Linked DNA regions of Gossypium hirsutum: region 2 is linked to region 1. The links are chromatin contacts, called in public Hi-C maps. All regions are on one chromosome and are shown on one strand. The core of a region is the stretch at or near the end of the contact, and the rest is flanking DNA. Distances in the headings are between cores, read along the strand shown.

Region 1 (4,999 bases), core at 1,271-3,770:
AAGGGTGACAGCAAAGGCCACCAAGTTCTATTTTCATTTCAATGTTTACTTAACTATGCTTACTCGTTTTGCATATGGTCTACGCTAAAAGTTTGACATCTTGATAAGTGTGAATGTGGTCTCCTATGAAAAGCTCGAAACATTTGAAAAACTAAGAGACCTCAATTATCTTGCACCCGTCTGTCATGCTATAAGCTTGACCTACTCAAGGATGATTCAGTGATTCTAAATGTCATTGGGCCTACCAGGAATAAAACGCAAACAAGCTGATATTTTCTTGGCTCACAATCACAATTGCTTCACATCTACACCCCTCCCAATAAACTGAAATAGAAGGTATATAGCAGAAGCAGCAGGTTTAGGTTACATACAACCGGCGTTCCCTCTCCATTTGAGGGATTGGGAATAGATCCATATATATACATAAATTCAAGTACAATAATTACTTCAAAGCATGCAAGAAGGTACTGTTGTCTTTGATTTGATGGGATTAATATTTTGCAGGTACGGAAAGAAAGTTAGGTAGCTCTAACAGTATCGATGGCCGCAACTAAGTCATCATATTTTGCTCCTGTCACCTCCTTTACTATCTTGTTGTGCTTCAGAATCTTGAACGTTGGAACCACTCTTATGCCAAGCTCCTTCGCCAATGGCTGCCAAAATGTTTCACATATATACATATATATTTTATGGGTTAGATAATTCAGAACAAAATCGCTTTAGGGCTTCTGCTGATAACACAAAAAGTATTGTCCTCTTTGAATATCAATGAAAAGAGACATCATCAAGATTTTGTCCCTCACTTTGGAGATAGCTAAGGGACGCCTCTTTAATGTCTGAACAAGCGAAATTCAAGACCTCTATGAATATAAGAGGTCCATGACTGCTTGAAGCATGACCTCTATGAGTATAAAGGCACTTTCGACAATCATGGTACCACTTTGACTAAGAGGTGGTCCTTAGCTTTTTTTTTTTTCAAAACTAAAGACAACCTCGAATTGTGTTGCTCTTCAGCAACATCTAAAGAAGACAATAGCTTATCGACACGATGTTCTAACGCTAATCATAAAAATTACCTTATTTTCTTGATTGCAATCGAGCTTTAGAAAGACAACGTCAAGGTATTTTTCAGATAATTCTTGAAACTTGGGAGCTATAACTTTGCATGGACCACACCTAAAACATTAAAAAAAGTCATGTAGATGCAAAACTAGTGAAGGCCAATAAAGTTATAACTATATGTATTCCAAAACTTCATCCAATTCCGAGCTTGTTATTAGATCTTAGAACTCCCTCAGTTTACTGAAAGCACATCTGACATAAATTTCCAAGTTATATTTAATTCATGAAATAGTCTATTAAACTAAAAGGCTGAGTGAAAAAGGATTTATATTCAAATGTTCTATCTGTCTCGGACCCGATTCCTAAGAACCTCTCCTCTATACCCTTAATAAAAAAAAATTAATGCATGAAACTTATTCTTAGATTCAGCAAAGCAGGCTATCACTGAATTCGGTTTGGGTTGAATTATATATGAATATCCTTAATTTGCTTTGAGATCAAGAGCCAAAGAAAAGGAAACAATGCACGACAGCTGTCAAGCTTCTAGAAGAGTGCGGCCATCAGATGACCCACAGGAAAATTCTAGCCATTGAATTAGTGGGGCGGGCAAATTAATGGCTTATAGAACCAAGGCCGAGTGGAGGAGCATCACTCTAAATACTACCAGTTACCAAAGTGAGAAACACTAGTCTGCAAATACAATTAAGATAATTGATATAATTTAATTTAAATTAAAGCATTGAGTAAATAGATTTCCGGACATTTAGAATTAATTAGGAAAAAAGTAAGAACAAACAGCAAACACAACCTTAACTAAATTCTGGCATCAACTAATTAACAGAATACGAAGAAACAAAAGAATGGGTACACGTATACATTCATATACGTACCATTGAGTGTACATATCGAGGACGACGGTTTTATCCCCCGCGGCGTTAACGATGGGCCAGAAGGTGTCCTTTGTAACCTCCGTCACCTGCCCCACAGTTGCTCCCGCTGTCTCCAGGCTCGACCTCACCTTTCCGACAACGCCTTTCCTTCTGTTGTTCTTAGCGCTCGAAATAGAGTTAACGGTCTTTAACGATGACGATTCTAACGCGACGAAGGAATTCGAAGTGGAAGGAACTCTATGGGAGGAAGCGATCGGGTGTGCCGCTGTGCATGACAGTGACGGCGAAGAACGAAGTGTTGACGGAGGATAGACGGAGGATTGGAGGAGCGACATTTTTGAGAAAATAAAATTTAGGGGAAAAAAGAACGAAAAAGAATGAAATCAATTAGTTGGACTTGCTGTGGGAAAACAAGAGAGTGGCTAAATTTTATTATAGAAAAATTGGGAGATGGTTTCCATATAAGCACTATTTTACCCTTGCGGATCATGAGGGTTAGAGGAATGTTAGAGGACATTTCGGTCAGCTGGAGGAATTTTTCTGAGAATAATGAGAGGTTCAGGATTAGGGACATTGAAAGAGGGGAAGATTTCATTTTTGGGATTTGAAAAGACGATACTAGACTTGGGATATTTGATGACAACTTCTTGAACGGTGCATGGGTAGGGGTGCTTTTGTCCCTTAACTGATTTTATGGGCCCAAAGCTTACTTCTGCCACATAAATGATAAATGTGATATCAGAAAATGAATAAATAATGAGGAGGATGTACCCAAACAAGAATAGTCTTTCAAGAAAAAATAAAAAATTGTTCCCAAAGGATATGCCTATACGTGTCAAACAGAGTAATCCCCAAATAACTATCTAAATAACTAAATGGCACATTATTTATTTTGAGTTGGTAAATAATTAACTTTTTTTCTACTTAACTTGATTCACAAATTTGACATAAATGAGTTTGGATTTTCATATTCCAAGTTAAGCAGCCCAAAGTTAGATAAAATTTATGAGGGCACAAGTACACCTGCTCATGGGTCTGGGCTATTCGGCCCGGCCCGAAAGCCATCTCGAAATGTGAAAGGATTTGGGTAAAAATATAGACTTGAAAAAATGGGCTTAGACAAAAAATGAGGCCCGTTTAAAAAATAGGCCGGGCCTCAGGTAAGGTATTTTTGGCCCGGGCCCGACCTGGCCCGGCCCAAATTCACTAAATGACAGAAATTCTACTTTTTTTTTTATTTTTGAATGTTATTTTCTTGTTGTTTTCTCCTTATTTTGCTACCATATTTCTATTAGTTGCTCCTATTTTGTTGTTATTATTTGGATATTGTATAAAACTTATTTTATTATTAATTTTATTATTATTTTAAAGGCATTTGTTAATTTTATTATTATTTTAGAGGTATTTTCTTGTTAAATTGCATCTATCTTAGTGCTATTTAAGTCTACATATTTTTTAAAATTTATTTTCAATTTGTTGGAAAATATTAATTTTGATTTTTTTAGTTTTTTGATGTATTATATATATTTAAAAATTATATAAAATAATATAAAAATAAATACGGGCCGGGCCCAGGTTTTAGTATTTTTATTTGGGTTGGGCTTGGGCAAAATTTTAGGCCCATTTTTTGGGCCTGGCCCGGCTCGAGCCCAATGAATGAGCCTAAATTTTTAGTTGAGCCCGGCCCGAACCCAACTAGCCCGGCCCATGAGCACCTCTAGGCACAAGTAATTAACAACGCAGTCGCCAGCTATTATAATAAGAAAACAACATTCGCCTTAACAAATAGAGGTAATTCTAGAAAAATGTTGAAGAGTCTCATGCTTGAGTAAAAATGTCTTAAAGGTATTCTTTCAAACTATATTAACTATTTCACACACTATATTCTCCCTTGTTTCCATCTTTCATCTTCCCTCGTCATTGCTCTTTTTGTTGGATTTGGGTTTTTTATTCGGGGTAAGGTTCCATATTTTTCAATTTCTTTTGCTTCGTTTTCTTATATCTTTAATAGTTGGAAATAATCGTGGAAGAGAGGTTGAAACCTTTGAAGTAGTTGAGAGGAAGATGGGGAAGCCTCCAAGGTTGAAGAGGGAACCCTTGGTGGTTGGCACATTTAAATGCTCCACCACCGAAAGGGAAGTAAGGTGATTGCTTCGCTGTCATGAAGTTTTAATCAACCATCATAAGTATGATTTCAACCTCCCGAAGGAGTCTTATCCCCTAAGTGTCATTTATGAGCCTAAACATGGTGGCGAAGGTTAGGTTTCTTTTTGCCTCTTTATGTGTTAGAGGTGAGGTTAGGTTTCATCTTCCCCCCAACTGTTCGTAAGCGAGCTATTGAACTACTTCAGGCTTGCCCTAAAACAACTGGTTGGCGCCTATTGTGGATCATAATACGAGGATTCATCATCTTATGTCACGAGCAGAGAATATGGTCGTAGTTAAGGGTGTTTCAAAACATGTTCTAATTGAATGAGGGAACGAATGCCACCCATTTGGGTTTGTTGTACTTCTGTAAACGTCAGGGGAACCATCTGGTAGGGAATTTTCTCTGCGGGATGATCGATAACATGAGCCTTGATTTCCACAAATACATACTCATCGAATTGAAGTCTGGCAACATGTTCGACTTTCTTAATTGAATAGAGTCTGCCTCCCACTGAACTATGCAGCATGAGGCCTCCACTAAAAGGTTTTGAGGGACCAAGAGGAAGTTCAAGATAATAAGTAAGAGGAATCTCCTCGTCCTTCCCCAATACATTACCTTCGGGAAAATCTTTAAACACTATATGTTAGATATAGGCTAGAACGGTTACATATAGAGTGGCTTTAGGTTGGGCTTTATGAATGATGGGACGTTCAAGCCCTGTGACTAGTCCTGGCCCTTTGACTTCTATGACACTGTAACACCCCTTACCCGTACCCGAGACCAAGACAAGGTACGAGGCATTACCATACACAAACAGAACACTTCCGAAAAATAAGGGCTATAAAATTTCTTTTTAAATTTAAAACCGATCAAACAAAATCATATTGTCCCCATTATG
Region 2 (4,999 bases), core at 1,110-3,609, 220 kb after region 1:
GAAAATCAATTGCTTGAACATAAAACTAGGGACCAACTATTCTTCTAATTTCAGATTATTTACAAACGTGGTAGATAAGATCAAGTTTTGTAAATTATTTCTAATAAAAACCTTAAAAGAACACACAATAATTACATTCATGGACTGTCAACCCCCAACCAACAAAGTGATTGTTTTAATTCAAAAACTTGGGTGCATAGAGCAGCATTAGGTGATATCAATCATGAAGTACTTCTTCTTTTTCCCTTGACTCCTCCAACAACTTCATATCCTCTATACAAGGGTCTATAATTTCAAATCAGTCAAATCAATAACGAGCATGAATGGTGTAATAAGAATGCAATTAGAATGTAAAAAAATGACAACTTTTTTTAACAATTAAATTTTAGTGATAAAATGCCACTAGTAAATTTTAAAATTTAGACAAACCAATACCAACATATGTTTCCAGTAAAAAAAGAAAAAAGAAAACCCACCCCCAAGCTCTCAACAACAACAACAAAGGGAAAGGAAAAAGAAAACCATTATTCTCCCTTTCTCTGTTCATTGTCATCCACTGGTCTTATTGTTCACTTATCTTTCAATCTCTCTTTTATCAAATGGAAAAAATCCAGAATGATAATCAAACCACTATATAAAATGCAAAACCCTTATTGAAAAAGAGAAAAGATTTGAGATACAAGAAGCTAGTCACTCCCCACTGCATATATATTGACAGAAATTTCAAAAGGGTTGCTCTTCACAATTTTACTTAAATTTTTCTTTTTTTCCCAATAAATAAATAAAAATTGTTATGAACGAAAATAGGAACAAACTAGATTTTGTAATCTCTCCATTTTTTTGCTCAACCTGTAATCCTTTAATTGCTGATGTTGAGAAAGAATGAAGCCGCAAATCCTTTTTTCCTAATAGTGAGGAGACGATGAAGATAGAAAAAATTGGAAAAATCACCAAAACCCTAAGTCCTTTTCTTCTAATAGTGAAGTTGCAGTGAGAGAAAAGAAAAGAAAAAATCTGGAAAAAAAACTTCAAGAAATTGAATTTGACGGAAAAAAAATTAGGGGAAATTAAAACTGACCTTAAAAAAAAGCCTTTGAAGAAATTGAATCTAACTTGGAAATTTTTTAATGAGTTGGAAAAAGTGGTTGATGTGGCATAAAATAATTGGATGGGACCATATATGATGTGGTGAGAATGGTCCATGGAATAATTTCTCTTAGCAACAATGATGTGGTGCTCCATGTCAATGACAATTACTGATGTGGCACTGTCACATCAGATACCTCGTCAGAAAAATAAAATAAAATTATTTTTTTAAAAACAAACATTTATTTTTTTTACTAGAATGAACTTGGATATATGATTGATTGTTTAGTTTTATTCGTTTCAAAGCTTAATTTTTTTTAAAAATTAAAAAAAATATATTTTTAAATTTTTTTAAAAAAATTATAACTTTGTAAAACATTATTAAAATATATAATAATATTAAATAAATTTAAAAAGATTCAAAAAATTCAAAAATAATAATAATTAATAAATATCATTTAAAAGTTAAGTCCAAATTCACATTGAATCAGGACAACCATTTGTCAATATTCATTCAAAATTATTTTTCTAAATTACATAAAATTTTAAAAAACATTTAAAAATAGTTTTCTTTAAAAACTTGATATGAATCAATGTTTTAATTCTATTGGTACCTTCTAGGAAAAAATTAAATATATATTTTAGAAAATAAATAATATAAATAATTTTAATTTTATTAATTGTGCGTGTAAATTTATTTTTTAAATGTATAAATATGTCCAATTAAAAAATGTGTATCAATTATCTTATTATATTCACATTGAATCAGGACAATCATTTGTCAACATTCAATCAAAATTATTTTTCTAAATTACATAAAATTTAAAAAAACATTTAAAAATAGTTTTCTTTAAAAACTTGATATGAATCAATGTTTTAATTCTATTGGTACCTTCTAGGAAAAAATTAAATATATATTTTAGAAAATAAATAATATAAATAATTTTAATTTTATTAATTGTGCATGTAAATTTATTTTTTAAATGTATAAATATGTCCAATTAAAAAATGTGTATCAATTATCTTATTATATGTGTAGACTAAAAGGTGTATCAATTATTTTCTTACATGTGTAGCCTAAAAGGTCTAAATAATTGGATGTATTCGCACATTAAAAAAAAAACTTAATAAATTGTAGGTACAACTAAGAATAATGAGTATTCACTTTGTAAATTAATATTTTTTAGAATTTAAAAGTCTGTTGTACTAGCACGTATTTGTCTGCTTTTCTAGCAAGTTTTGGTTTCTAGGGTTTCTAGTGCGCTTGTTTTGGACTGTAGTATAGAAAGTGGCGGTAGAAGCATGGAGAATAACTTGGCTAATCTTACGTTGGAAGATGATGAGGATGAGATCTCAGCAGTTGGTAGCGATGTAGATAAGACAAAGGAGGTTTATGATTTGTGTTTGGTTGGGTGTTTTTTCACGGCAAGTGTAATTCATTTCCCGGTAATGAGAAGTACAATGGAAATTTTATGGCATTCCGTGAAGGGAGTACAAATATCATATTTGGGAGAAAAATAATTTTTGTTCCAATTTTTTCATAAAATGGATTTGGAAAGAGTGCAAAGTGGATCGCCATGGACTTTCAATAGTCATCTTTTGGTGTTGTATTTTATGGTAGATGAGGAGGATCCACTAAAAGTCCCATTATTATCTGTTTGCTTCTGGGTGCATGTCCATGATATGCCCCCATTATTCTTTTCTGAACGAGTAGCAAGATAATTGAGAGATTTTGTAGGGGGTTTATGGAGTATGATACAAAAATTTTGAAAAGGGTTTCAACAATTATATACGAATTCTGTATTGGTTGATGTTCAATGACCGCTAAAAAGAAAGAAGAGGCTCATATTCTCCTTGGGTATTTGTTCATAGTCAATTTCAAGTATGAATGGTTAACCCTATTTTACTTTTATTTTGGATGTCTGGGTCACAGTGATTCTTTCTGCAAAATAAGGATGGAGACTGAGACTGATGTTATGGAAATGAGATGAGATTTAACAATCCGTGCTCAATCAAGGAGGGCTCTGGCAATGAACAATATATGGATAAAAAGAGAAGGAGGAAAAGGGTGTGGAGGAGCAATGTCAGATATGGTTAATCTTGTGTTGGGGGTGAATTTGGAAGGAGAATCAAATGGTGGGTCGGGTCAAATAGAAATGGAACATGATTCTAGGGAGTGTCCTTTTGAGGGGGTGAAGGGAAGAAACGGCTACGATGAGAAGAAGATTCTCAAAATGGATCGAGAATAGATGACTCTAGGAAAAGAAGAGAAAGAATGATGGTAGTTAAACCTCATTATTTATCGGTGGCTGCCAAAGGGCAAGCCGACCGGTCGCAATGAAACTCCAAAGTTGGAATGTCTGTGGGTTGGGGAACCCACAGGCTGTTAGAAGACTTTGGCATACGCTGAAGACGTCTAATCCCCAACTGGTCTTCTTTATGGAGATAAAACTAAATGGTAAAAGAATGGAAGCAGTGAGGAGACGATGTGGTTTTGTTAATAGGATTGAGGTGGGAGCTGATGGTTCTCATGGAAGCCTCTGTTTAGCATGGAAAGAGGACCTAATTATCACTTTACATAGTTTCTCTATGAACCATATGGATGTGGAGGTAAAAGGGAAAGAGAAAGATGGGGGATTGGAAATTTACAAGTTTTTATGAAACCTCGTTTATTAGGAATAAGAGCGATTTGTGAAATGTTCTTAGGAATTTGGGGATTATCAAGATCTTCCACGGCTTGTGTACGGGGATTTTAATGAAATTATATATTTTTTTGAGAAAGTGAGGGTATTACAAGGGACAAACGGAGAATAGAGACGTTTCGGAAAGTTTGGAGAAGTATCGTTTATTGGATGTGGGCTATTCTGGGACATGGTTACTTGGGAGAGAGGGAATTCACAAAAAAAAAAATCAGGAACAATTGGATGGAGGTGTGGAAAATGATGGTTGGTTGGGTAGATTTCTAAATGCTAGTGTTTATCACATACCCCATTCTTTCTCTGATCATTGCCCACTTTTAGTTCATACGGATATTCAAGGAAATGTGAGGGTAATAAAAAATTCTGTTTCGAAGTTTAGTGCACAATGGAAAAGTCTTTTGAAGGAGAAATAAAACAAATTTGGGAATTGAGTAGGGGGATATATTTGCTAAGCTAGAGAGTCTTTGATTAGAACTAAGGAGTTGGGAAAGACAGATAAAGGAGAAATGACACAGTTTGAAAAAGTCTTTGACTAAGAAATTGGAGCAATTATTGGTCTCAGATCGGGATGATGGTAATTTGGCAGAACTTATTAATATAAGAGTTCATTTGAATTGGGAGATTGATAAGGATGAAGCTTTCTGAAAACAAAAAGCGAGAGTCAATTGGTTAAAGTAGGGGATAGAAACACGACTTATTTCTATAATTATGCTTCACAGCGCATGAAAAATAATATGGTTAAATGTTTGGAGTATGGAGATGGAAGGGGAACTAGGGAAGGTACGGAGATGGCAGAAATCGCAAGGGTTTTTTTTGAAGATTTATTTGCGGCAAAGGGGATGGGTGAGTTAACTTATATTTTGTCCAAGGTAGGGAGATGTATTACTGATGACTTGAATATGATGTTAACAGGGACATACACAGAGGAGGAAGTCTATACGGCCTTAAGGGATATGGGTCCAACTAAGGCACCAGATTTGGATGGCTTTTCGACATTATTCTATCAAAGATATTGGCATATTGTGGGACATGATTTAAGTCTCTATTTTTTGGGCATTTTAAATTATGGTAAGGAACTTGACCCTGTGAATGTTACAAACATTGTTCTCATACCAAAAAATCCCTCACCCCACTAATATAACGAATTTTAGACTCATCAGCTTATGTAATGTTTTATATAAGATAATTGCAAAAATGGTGGCCAATCGATTTCA

The links. Hi-C and Micro-C count contacts between places; a contact is called where the count stands out from the background.
Region 2: a Hi-C map of leaf shows a contact between it and region 1, with 2.2 times the contacts expected there. The contact joins the enhancer-like site here to the promoter of LOC107895054 in region 1. A contact is called at or near these places in 3 of 34 Hi-C or Micro-C datasets (callus and leaf).

What each region holds. Positions count from the first base shown.
Region 1 is chrA13:80,781,207-80,786,205 of Gossypium_hirsutum_v2.1, forward strand. It overlaps LOC107895054 (thioredoxin F-type, chloroplastic), which reads right to left and starts at 2,521. Exons shown (of 3, transcript XM_016820253.2): 1 at 1,953-2,521; 2 at 1,077-1,176; 3 at 252-653. The coding sequence starts at 2,287. The coding sequence ends at 519.
Region 2 is chrA13:80,999,197-81,004,195 of Gossypium_hirsutum_v2.1, forward strand. It overlaps LOC121212717 (a long non-coding RNA gene), which reads right to left. Exons shown (of 3, transcript XR_005908042.1): 3 at 4,081-4,999. Among protein-coding and RNA genes, the nearest start is that of LOC121212717, 5.3 kb to the right of the region's middle. Within about 2 kb of position 2,360, at least 8 of the 9 cell types and tissues checked have an H3K27ac peak or open chromatin away from gene starts, as enhancers often do.